Regions from separate parts of the Arachis hypogaea genome. Here region 2 is linked to region 1. Evidence: chromatin contacts called from public Hi-C data. All regions are on one chromosome and are shown on one strand. The core of a region is the stretch at or near the end of the contact, and the rest is flanking DNA. Distances in the headings are between cores, read along the strand shown. Region 1 has its middle 14 kb from the start of LOC140178771. Region 2 has its middle 14 kb from the start of LOC112744493.

Region 1 (5,829 bases), core at 2,267-4,766:
CACTAATTCTCCCTAGGAACTACCCTTCCTATCCGGGACAAGTCCAGAATCTATCCTCAATCCTGAACTTGACTTGGTCACCTACCAAGCTTTCAACTGCTAAATGCTAACCCAACTTGTAAGGGAATTTCCACAGAATCATGAAACACAACACAGATGTACAAATGATCTTTAAGGACATTTATGGCCTTTTCTTTTAATTTTGTATACTCTGCCTTTTTCTGCTCTATGGCTTTTTCATTCAAACCTCACTGTTTGTCTTTTTCCATGAGACTTAAGACAGACAAAACTAAACAGAAAAATACAACATGAAAAACATTGAAGGAGAAGAACTTTTGTTAGTTTGTGTAGCTATGAGAACTCTGTGCTTTGCACTCTTAACTCCTTACTTCAATCCCTGGTTGTTTTCCCTTATTTATAGAAGGAGAAGCCTCCAAGGTTGAAACTGTTGAACCAAGCCAATTTCTTCTTCTTCATGCAAAAATCAGTTCGGCCAAAGAGAGGAGAGAGGAAACCGAATGCTAAAACTAACATGCAATTACCTCTGTGTCATCCCTTCTTACCAAGATCCATCAATCCGGGCCTTCCATCTTGACTTGCTCCCCAAAAAGGATACCTAGCTCTTGATGAGTCCTTGATTGCTTGATAGCTCTTCCTGCTCTTATCTTCTGCCTCATCCTCCACGTAGTTATAGTAGCTACCTCTTGTAGTGGTTGAGCAAAAGTAGAGATGAGTCATGCTTCCAATGGATCTTCTTCCTCTGGCCGAAATGAATTTCTTCCATTTTTGGTTATGAAAGGCTTGAGACTTTTTCACCACACCTTGTCTTTAGTGGCAAAGATCTCAGCCACACCATACTGTAGATTTTCTTTTTCTTACTGCCATCATTACAATGGCTTCATGCTTGAGCCTAGCTTCATCTACCTTCTTCTGATAGCTTGTGGCCCTTTTCTTTCAATTTCAATTCGGACCAAGCTAGTTGGTCATTCACCAAGTATCAGATTTGGGCTTGCACAATGAATTTTGGCCCAGCTATCATAACAATAATTCAGCCAATAAATTTAAATATATTTGCACAAGACTAAAAATTCACTTTTCATTGGGCTTGCTATTTTTCGGCCCAAGTTAAAATTTACACATAACAAAATTATTAATTAACAAATATTAATTGAAAGATTAAATTAATAATTTATAATTAATTATTTTAATAATGTATGATCATCGTCAATTTAATTTAAAATTTTTCAAACTTATCAAAGAGAACAACGATAACAGTGGATAAAATATCACATATATCTTAATCTAAAATATCAAGGTACGTGCGCGTTTATAAGGTTTATATTTTACATATTTTTTACTTAATTTATTTTTCACTGATTTAAAACTTTATCTCCATATGCTTGATATCTCAACAAATATCGTCATACTATATCATTTTAAGGTTTAATTATTTTGTTGATAGTTATAATTTTACCAATTTTACAATTAAGTTTTTATATTTTTTTTAATTTTATAATTAGATATTTTTTAATATAAAAAATATTAGAATTAATTGAATATTTTTTTACAAATTAAATATTTATAATTAAAAATTAAATTAATTTTTTTACTACATGTATTTAAAAAAAATATTCTATTAATTTTAATATTTTTGACGTAAACAAAAGTAGTTATAAAATTAAAAATAATATAAAAATTCAATTAAAAAAATATAAAAATTTAATTAAAAATTTAGTAAAATAATACAGACGAACAAAATAATTAAACATAATTTTAATTATTAGAATGCGCCACTTTAGTGTTTAAAAAGTAAAACCTTCTTAGATTTCTTTCTACCATATAATGTTTTGGAATATGCTGATGAATTAAACTACTAATAGACACAAATATAGTAGAAGGTGTAGTAACATTTTTATTTTTTACCCTATCTATTGAACATTCTTTTTTTTTTTTTTTTGTCATGACCATGGGCCAGAGAACTGACCCGGCCAGACAACCAGAACATGAAACACCCCCATGACCCGACCCCTTAGTGCCCGACCCTACCCCCTCTGCTGCCCGACCCCTTAGACATATATTACATTAGGCTGTTCTAAGGAAAAAAAATTATTCTGGGCTGGGTTGGTATCATTGGGTCAAAATTTTTTCTGTAACGGGTGGAATTATCAACATCTACTTAATCTGCACTGCTAAGTGAAATGCTTTAGTAATTGGGCTTCAATGTATTTTTCATAATTGGGCTTGGAAAATTTTTGTAGTATTAAAACTAAAGGAAAATTCAAATACCAAAAATAAAAAGAAAAACTCATTACCAAAAACGAAAGTAAGTACTTCCATACTTTTCCCAAATTAGGTGATAAAAAGTTTTGGATCAGACTAAAAAAACAAGAACCATTTTTGTGATGTATTATCGCATAATAAGCTTAATTATCGACACATTTAACACGTGAAATATATATATATATATATTGCATATTTTTATGAATTTATAGTACGGTGTTTGAATTAAACTCTAGATAATTAGTCACCAAAAAAAAAAAAAAACTCTAGATAATTAACTCATTCAATCATATTTAATTATTCTCATAGAACTATAAACTTGGGAAATACTTGCGTAATTCTATAGTATATTTAATGATTTAATGCATGTTCTAAAAAATTATTCTTATTCAAAAATTTTATTTATCTATTTAATTGATTAAATAGGCGATTATTCTATGTGTTAAAAGTGTTCAAAATAATTTTATTGTGCATTGTTTGGAGGATATTGTAACAATTGCCTCAAAATGACAAAAAAAAAAAAGTTAAATCAAATTCAAATCAAATCAGAAGTGAATATCCATAACTCCACTAACAAAAAGTTGGTTTGAGCAGTAAGCATCTTTAATTTATACAATTTAAGTAGTGTCTAGAGTTTAAAATCTTGTAAATACATCTTTTATAAATAATTTATATAATTCTATAGTCTAGAATTTATATCTTCAATTTTCTAAAAGTATAAGAGTAAATTACTCTTATACTTTTAGAAAATTGTAAAAAATATCTTCTACAATTTTACTAACATATGAAAATTAGAAGAAATATTTTTTAGGTATTAAAAAATTTTGTGCCACATTGAAAAATTCTTTGCTACTTAGTTTGCTCACAATGTGTATGCATATCAATCTGAGAACTTGTTTTACAATTAATCAATGGGATTTGGATTCTCTAAAGTGAAATTCAAACTTTAGAAGATCCAAATCCTATTGATTGATTGTAAAACGAAATTTTGAGATTGATATGTATACACATTGTGAACAAACTAAGTAGCAAAGAATCTTTCTATGGGATAAATCATAAATATTAGCATGTGAATAAGAACAGGAGCCATTATGGTTTTCCTTATTTGGCTAAGATAAAAAGTTTCTTTTTCCTCTGATTCACATGCCACTAAGTATATGTTCCTCCACCCTATTCAACTAGCCATTGTCTTTATTATGTGTTCACCCCACTATTCAAAACATAATTAAGCACCTTCAATTAAAATCTTGTCTGTCCTTTTTTGTCTGTTGGGCTAAACCCTAAACATATGACTACACCATACTATGTATCATGCATGTTCCAGATTTTAGTTGCAACTTAATTTAATTTGTTTTAATTAATTTATTGTGGATCTGTTGAGTGGCTGGGGGATTTGTTGTACCAATTCAATTTAATTTATTGTTTGTTACATAATCAACTACCTCTGTAAAATGCTAATATCCACAAGGTAGAGTAGTTGTGTTTAGGGTTAGTTTAGTCAATTTATAGCTAAAATATAGATTTATCTCTTAAAAATATTATAGTTTTAAATGAATTAACCGATTTTAGAAAATTTTTATTAAGTGAGACGATTTTATAATTTACATTTTGTTATTATTTTATATTTATATATATAATTTATTCTTTTAATTTTACGTAAAATATTAATTTTCTCAGCCTTGATCAAATTTCATAACATGTAGGGACGAATCTAAGGGAGGCAGGTATAGGCCTTGACTCCCCAATTTTTTTGAACAAAAATTAATAATTTTAAATATATAAAATTATTATATATTATATAATTTTACTTTTATTTAAAGATAGAATAAATAATTATCTTATATAAATAATTAAATTATTAAACTCAAAAATAAGTAATAATTCTTAAATTAAAGAATATATTATTATTAATCAATTTTTGATTAAACAAATTTTTAAATCTTTAAAATTTAAATTTTAAATTTTTAATTTTTTTAAATTTTCACACCTATTATCATATAAAAATATTTTAATATTTATAACTAAAAAAATCATTATATATATATTTATTATAGTACATACTTGAAAGTAAATTATTTAAAATTTATTTATTTTTCTTATGATATTAAATTATAACATATTAAGTGATTCATTAAAACGATTATATTTTATATATTTTATTCATGAATACATTTTAAATGCATATAATAAAATTATTAGAACTTATTTATATTATTTTATAGCATATTTTTTTATGATATGAAGTACAAAAATATAACTTACTTACACAATAATACTCAATAAAGTAAACTAATTAAAAAATAGATAATTTTTATATTTTATCGAATCTAAAATAAAAAAAAAATATAAGAACTAAGATAACTTTTTTTATATAACAAATACTTTTTAATATTTTTTAATAAAAAAATAATAATTATGATGATATATATTACTAAATATAGAATACTATATTTAATTATATAATATTTTAATTTTCGGTCCTCCACTATCAAATTTTTGGATCCGTCATGTGTAGTTAATAATAACGTATATGAGTTGATTCTCACTATTAAAAGGAGAGCCACTTTAACGAATAATCTTACAAATATTTTATGAATATATTTTTTTTTTAAATTAAGAGTAAGTCTTCTAGACGAGGAAGGACTATTCTAATTGAGTTATAGTCCGTTGATTATGAATACTATCTTAATTATTTAATAGATGTAAATCTTAGTCTCCCTAAAAGAAGTTAGATTCTTAATGTTTACATGGTTAAAATTTATATTTTTATATAAAATTAATAGCTAAATATTATTAGATGATATATAAAAATAGTTATATATAAATTTTTACCTATTTAAATTTTTGGTTTCATTGTACAATCTCTGCTTTAAATTAATTGTCATATTTTATTTTTGGTACATTAAAAAAAATTAATGTTACCGTTACCTTAAGAGAGAAAAGTGGGCTTTGTGAGCAGATGTAAGGCAAGCCCAATCTTAAAAAAAAATAGAAGTTTGTTTCACCATGGTTGTATCTGACAAAAGTATATTGTGTTGAGACCAAAAAAAATCTATGCAAAACCAAGAACTAATATTTTGAACAAAATAGAATTTTTGGTAGACATGAACTAAATAGAATAGTAGTTTTAAATAAAATATTAAAATAATATAAAAACCTTTAACCAAACTTGGATTAGTCCAATGATTCGAATCTTATCTTATTTTATGTAACGATTTATTGGCCTGTCAGATCCTTCAATAAAATCTGGATCTACAACAGATTAATTTTTAATTTATCAGATTAAAAAATATTATGAAAAAAAATATAAGAATTTTTTATTGTAGTGAGTGAGTTAAAATGAAGTACTTTTAATTTGATTAAGTGGTCACCAAAGATGTTCCTTTTCAAAAAATTAAAATTCCCATTTAGTTTAATAGATTTGCATGCATGTCTAGAGTTATCTTCTATTTATCTTCCCCTTTTTTTTTTAAGTAAAGGTCACCATAAAAAGTTGCATGTGTAAACAATATATTCTATATTGTGTATTATGAGCAGAAGAATAATAAT
Region 2 (5,829 bases), core at 2,029-4,528, 37 kb after region 1:
CAAATAGCTTGCTTCTCTCTTTTAATTATATTTGAATTTTTTTATTTAAGAATTTCAGTTCACAATACCTTAATTAATTAGTAGTAGGTTTCTAAAGTGTGGTTCACCAAAAAAAAAAAAAAAATCAGTGCAGTCTTGGTCAAAGGATCCAAAGTAATGTACCAATTAATTTCAGTTTATTTTCCTCTTTTTTTATATAAATTAAATAAAAAAACCATTAATTAGATGGGATTCTTTTTATAAATAAATAATTTAATTATTTTATTTATCAAAATATGTAATTTATAGCATATTTATCAATTTATAATACATTGATCTATTTTATTTATTACATAAATAAAATAATTATAAATGTATCTCGTTTACACTGTAAAATTATATACATTATTTTTGAACGGTTTGTGAAAACAAATATTACGGTTTCAAATTTCAATTTCTAGAGAAAGATTTTCATTTTTCAATCAATTTAATCAAAATAATTTAGAAATTTTATTCAAAAATAATGTATATACTTTTACAATATAAATAAGATATATTTATAATTATTTTATTTATACTGTAAATGAGATAAATCAATGTAATTTAAATGAATAAATACGCTATAAATTACATATTTCAATAAATAAAATAATTAAATTATTTATTTATAAAAAAAATCCAATTAGATGTGGAATGCACAATAAATAATTATCAGGAAAGCAGGTGTCTCTCTTTACTAAAAATAATGTGTCAAGTTTTGCCAATCTTATCTCTTTCTGCTTTGAATTACACTGCAAGTTTTTATCTCTCTATTATTATGATTATCATCATGATCATGTGCAATGTCCCACTTTCTTACAAAATCATTAACAGCTATCCCAATCTTCTATCTTTGCCTATACCCCAGCACTGTTCCATTTTGGTGAACCCATTTTTCTACTTCTGGCAACTAGCTACCTAGCTAACTAATCTTTTTATATAACCTTTAATTTCCCTTTTAACCCAACTAAATCCAATTCTTTAATTTCTAGTCACAACTCAGCTAGCTCGTTAGATTCTAATTAATTAAGGTTCACTTTTTTGGCATCTTCTGATCACTTTTCCACCACATTGATTATGCCAACAAATTTTCTCTGTGTTCTTAAAAAAAAAAAATTGTAATATTATTTAAAGGGCAAAAAACGTTAATAAGTCATGGTGATTAATTATTTACACAAATTCGCCAAAAGTAAATCTGGTTCATGTATCGAATCAACTTTACTCGAATTACTATTTGAGTCAAATTTTGAGTAATTCGAACCAACTAGGTTCGAATTACTTGGGGAAGCGTTCAAGGGTGTAATTCGAACAAGTCTAGTTCGAATTATGCTCATTGGTAGTTCGAACCATCTATGTTCGAATTATGTTCATCACGTGTTCTTTCATAATTCGAATTTGGTTGGTTCGATTTATGTGTTAACATAATTCGAATCCAGCTAGTTCGAATTACATAGTAATGTGCTTTAGCTGATTCGTGAAGCGATTTTCAGTTTGGCTGCATGTAATTTCTCTCCTGCTTTGGCTTATTTCTGTTTTATATAAGGAGTTAACTTTTGATTAATTAATATTAATTATTTTTTTATTATAATATTATTTTTTAAACTCTTATGTTTTTGAAGAATTTAAGATTTAAAATTTAGAGTTCAATATTTGAGATAAAAGAGTATATAATATAAAAAATTAGTTGGTATTCATTTTTTAAAAATTAACTTCTTAATTGAACTATGATATATGTGTGGAATCTATTATTGTGTAACATTTAATTATAAAAAATTTCCAACCAAAATAAAGAATGACAAGAGTATTTCATTATGAAATAGGAATAATTAAGGGGACTTGAGTGAAATTTGTGCTTGATTAATTAAATCCATATATTAAAAACAAACATAATGAAGTATGAAGTAACCCTAATTAATAAGTATGGGATTGGTGGCCCTATGATGTCAATTCAAAGTTGTAACATACACAATAAACCATCCTTATTAATAATATGCCCTCTGACATTTCTACCTAATAGTCCCTTTCATACTGAGCAAGTTTCAGAAAGTTGGAGTTAAAACCAGCTCAATATGAAAATTGTGCTTCACATATTACAGCTATATTAGTGATGAGATGAACAAACCATTATTTATTTATTTATTTAACAAACAAGTGCTCCTTTTGACTGGCCCTACATGCCTCTTTTGGCCACTGCATCCGTTTGTGAAAACAAATACCACAGTTTCAAATTTCAATCTCTAGAGAAAGGTTTTCATTTTTCAATCAATTTAATCAAAATTGATTAATAACATATAATATACATAATAATTATAATAAATAAATAATGTAATGTCAATTCCACAACTGGCAATTTTGTTCTCTTGTTTCCCATCATTAATACAAAGGTTACTCATTAGGAGATGCTATATATATGTTATATATGCATTAGCAATATTTTGATTGTTATGTCTTAACCACCTGAATTATTTGATCAAGTAGAACACATGCACCACCTTCTAATAATCAATGCATTGATAACTCATCATACCTTTCTTGGGATCCTCTAATTTCAGCACTAAGTCTATGTATGCACTTTCAATATATAATAGAAAAATTACCTTATACAAGTACAGTATATAAATGTAGATTTTATTTAATGAAGGTTGCTAGTTTTAATTTCTAAAATCAAGGTTATTGAAATTAGCTAGCATTTGGTTCCCATCAACAGCATAAAGTAAAAATTCCAAACTAGTGTGTTTGTGTTTTTGATGAAGAATGCTTTAATATTTTGGTCCAAGTCCAACTCCTAGGATAAGGCATAGTGTCCAGAACTGGAAAAATTGCTTGAATTGGTTACATATTAAATTCAGAATGGTATGTTTCTCCATATTCATCATGAGTCAGAGTCATCAATGGAGATTGATGGAAAATGAAAAAGCACACAATTAGATTCTATATATTTGTTTTTCATCAATAATACTCTTTATATACACCAAGCACTTTTGATATATATATTTGTATGAAAATACAGTTATTATTAAATAATTATGTATTTAAATTATTTTTTTAATTAATTAAACAAAAAATATATGTTGTTAAAAAAATACTGATATCAAAATGGTGTTTACATAAAGGATACATGTGTAGTGAGTTTTTTTTTTATTATTTCAATTTTTGTCATGAAAATGAGTTACACATTGATCACTGCTGGGCCCCAACCCAACTACAATGGGTGAAACTGAGCAAAACGTGTACAATATGCATGGTAGTTGGCCCAATTAAGCCCAAAATGAAACAACACAGTGTATAGGTGGCCCATTATTCATTAGGTAAAGTGCTGAAAACGCCCAGTTCAATGACCAGCCTTTTTATGTTTCTTTTCTCTGACCAAGTTGGGTTGGTCTATGGTCTAGTAGTTAGTTCACAAATCCGCTTAATCAAGTGTGAGAGGTTCGAATCTCGTTTTGTACATACAGTAATTCATTAGCCGGCACAAACCCTTAAATGGAGCTCAAATCTACGACGAATTAATTCTTAACCTACCAAATTGGGGGATACCGTGAGAAAAAAAATTTCTTTTCCCTTAAAACCGAATTTTCAGAGTTCAAACATCATTGGCAGTATGGGTGAATTTGTGATATTATAATGTCTAAAGTTAAAAGTTGTCTAATCTATCTGAAAAAATAATCTATTAAAAAATAATATGCGACTTAAAATTGTGAGATAGGTCTCCTGGTGAGAACTTTTTGGTTTGAACACAAGATATTACCTTTTATTTTTTTCAGGTCCGTACACTTATGAAGTCCTAGATTCTTTATAACAATTTATAAAATAGACTCAATGATTAAGATAAATGAAACTATATATGCATTATATAAAGTGAGAGCCTGCTTTTAATTTCATTGATGTACCCCACTACAATCTTAGATCCATTTTATTTTTAGTTGATGACCATAGAAGCCCTACCTTACCTCGGTTAGTTTTTTATCTGTAATCCCCGTTTGTATACAAAAGAAAAAAATTAGTGTATCATTTTCATATACAAACCAAATGAAAAAAAGTGTTGACGAAGACACTATCAAGTCCCGGTCCACTGGGCTTCTCACCTTCCAACATGATGGGCTTTTTTTTTTCAAAGTATCATTGTATATTATAGGAGCTATTAATCAAGCCCATAAACGAAAGTCCAATAATGGTGTCTTTTTAAGGAGTGCATGAGGTTTAGTTGGCAAGTGAACCAAAAAAAGGTTTAATTAATTTATGGAAGACTTGTTTAGTAGTTATCACGGGGAATTGATCCTCTCATTTTTTTTTTAATAATTGAGAGAGTAAAGTGTGATCTCTCACCATTAGTTTTATAAGTGAGATCAAGAATAAATATGCGAAAGAGAATAATGAAGGGTTAAAGATTACACTTTATATTCTCAAATTTTTTTTAACAAGTAATTTTTACTGATGTGACGTTACTTAATTAAATATACGTGTAAAATTATTTTATACGTACAGTGCATCAAAATTAAATTTGATATTTTTTTTGCCAAAGATAGAAAATTCGAACTCGCAACCTCTTAATTGAATATGGAGAGATTATGCCATTTGAGTTATAACTCATTGCCAATTAAATTAAATGTGATATTTGCATAGACAAAAATTAAGTATACGCATGATCCAGCAGTAGAAATGAAATATTAATACGTTAAAGTTAGGACCATATCAAAATTGGAAAGTGCCAAAATAGGTATCGACATAATACACGAGAAACTTGATGTACAAAAATAAACGAAGGAGGAGAACACAAACTACATCACATATCAAGTAATTTTTTAATGAGGAAACCTTGTGGAGGTTGAAAACCTTTGCCAACATGGGGTGTGCAATTACTTTGCATGTTGAACTATGATGATAATGATTTTCCCGTGAATAAAATAAATAAACGAATAATCATTACTTTTAGATCGGAAATTTAGGAAAAGATATGAATCATTGTGATTGAAAAGGAAACAGAGTTGCCCATGTGAGATATGAGGCAAGCCCACATGATGCACCATGAATAATGCAATTGGATTGCAGCTAAGCTTCTTTGCACTTTGGTACACTTTTAGTACTTTCCTTTCCCTCTCTAGTTAGTGCAATATGCATTTATCAATCAATTTCTCACTTAAAACAATCCCTTCAACAATTCATTGCTCTACTACCAACTTTACTTATTGCATATTTTAAATGTTACCTATAAATAGTTCATGTCTACAATATTAACTCTACATGTGATATAGTACATTAGTCCACAACTTGAGTCCCTTTTTTTCTTTTCTATATATCTATACAGTAAATTCTGCTACTATTATAGGTGTTTAACTACTTCTATTTGAAAATGTAACGATTAACCTAACAATTATTATAGAATAAGTATAGAGCATCACTTTTTAATTTTTAATTATAAAATTATTCGTTTAATCGATATTTTTTGAAAGATCTAGAATTAGAATTTAGGATTTAAAATTTATGATTTAAGATTTATTTAGAATTTAAAATTATAAAATGCCTAATATTGATTAAAAAAAAGTTGAGTCTTTAGTTGAATTAACTCATTTATATATATATAACAAATCATTTTTTTAATTTATGTTAGGGTTAGTAAGATTAGGTTAGTGTGATGAAGAAATCAAAGGGGATATATGAGGTTACAAGTTTTGGACTTAATTATTAAGGATCTACTGAACAAAAAATTTCATCTTATTCTTTAGACTTTGTTTGATTGGAAGGGGAAAAAAAAAAAAGTAAGAAGAAAAAAATAAAAAAAATAAATTGAATAAATTTTTATTTTTTTTAAAT

What was found. Hi-C and Micro-C count contacts between places; a contact is called where the count stands out from the background.
Region 2: a contact with region 1 is called in a Hi-C map of an unstated tissue, with 3 times the contacts expected there. The contact joins two enhancer-like sites. A contact is called at or near these places in 4 of 8 Hi-C or Micro-C datasets (leaf and an unstated tissue).

Annotation. Positions count from the first base shown.
Region 1 is chr14:137,428,670-137,434,498 of arahy.Tifrunner.gnm2.J5K5, forward strand. No RefSeq gene overlaps it. Among protein-coding and RNA genes, the nearest start is that of LOC140178771, 14 kb to the left of the region's middle. Within about 2 kb of position 3,517, at least 2 of the 3 cell types and tissues checked have open chromatin away from gene starts, as enhancers often do.
Region 2 is chr14:137,465,758-137,471,586 of arahy.Tifrunner.gnm2.J5K5, forward strand. No RefSeq gene overlaps it. Among protein-coding and RNA genes, the nearest start is that of LOC112744493, 14 kb to the right of the region's middle. Within about 2 kb of position 3,279, at least 3 of the 3 cell types and tissues checked have open chromatin away from gene starts, as enhancers often do.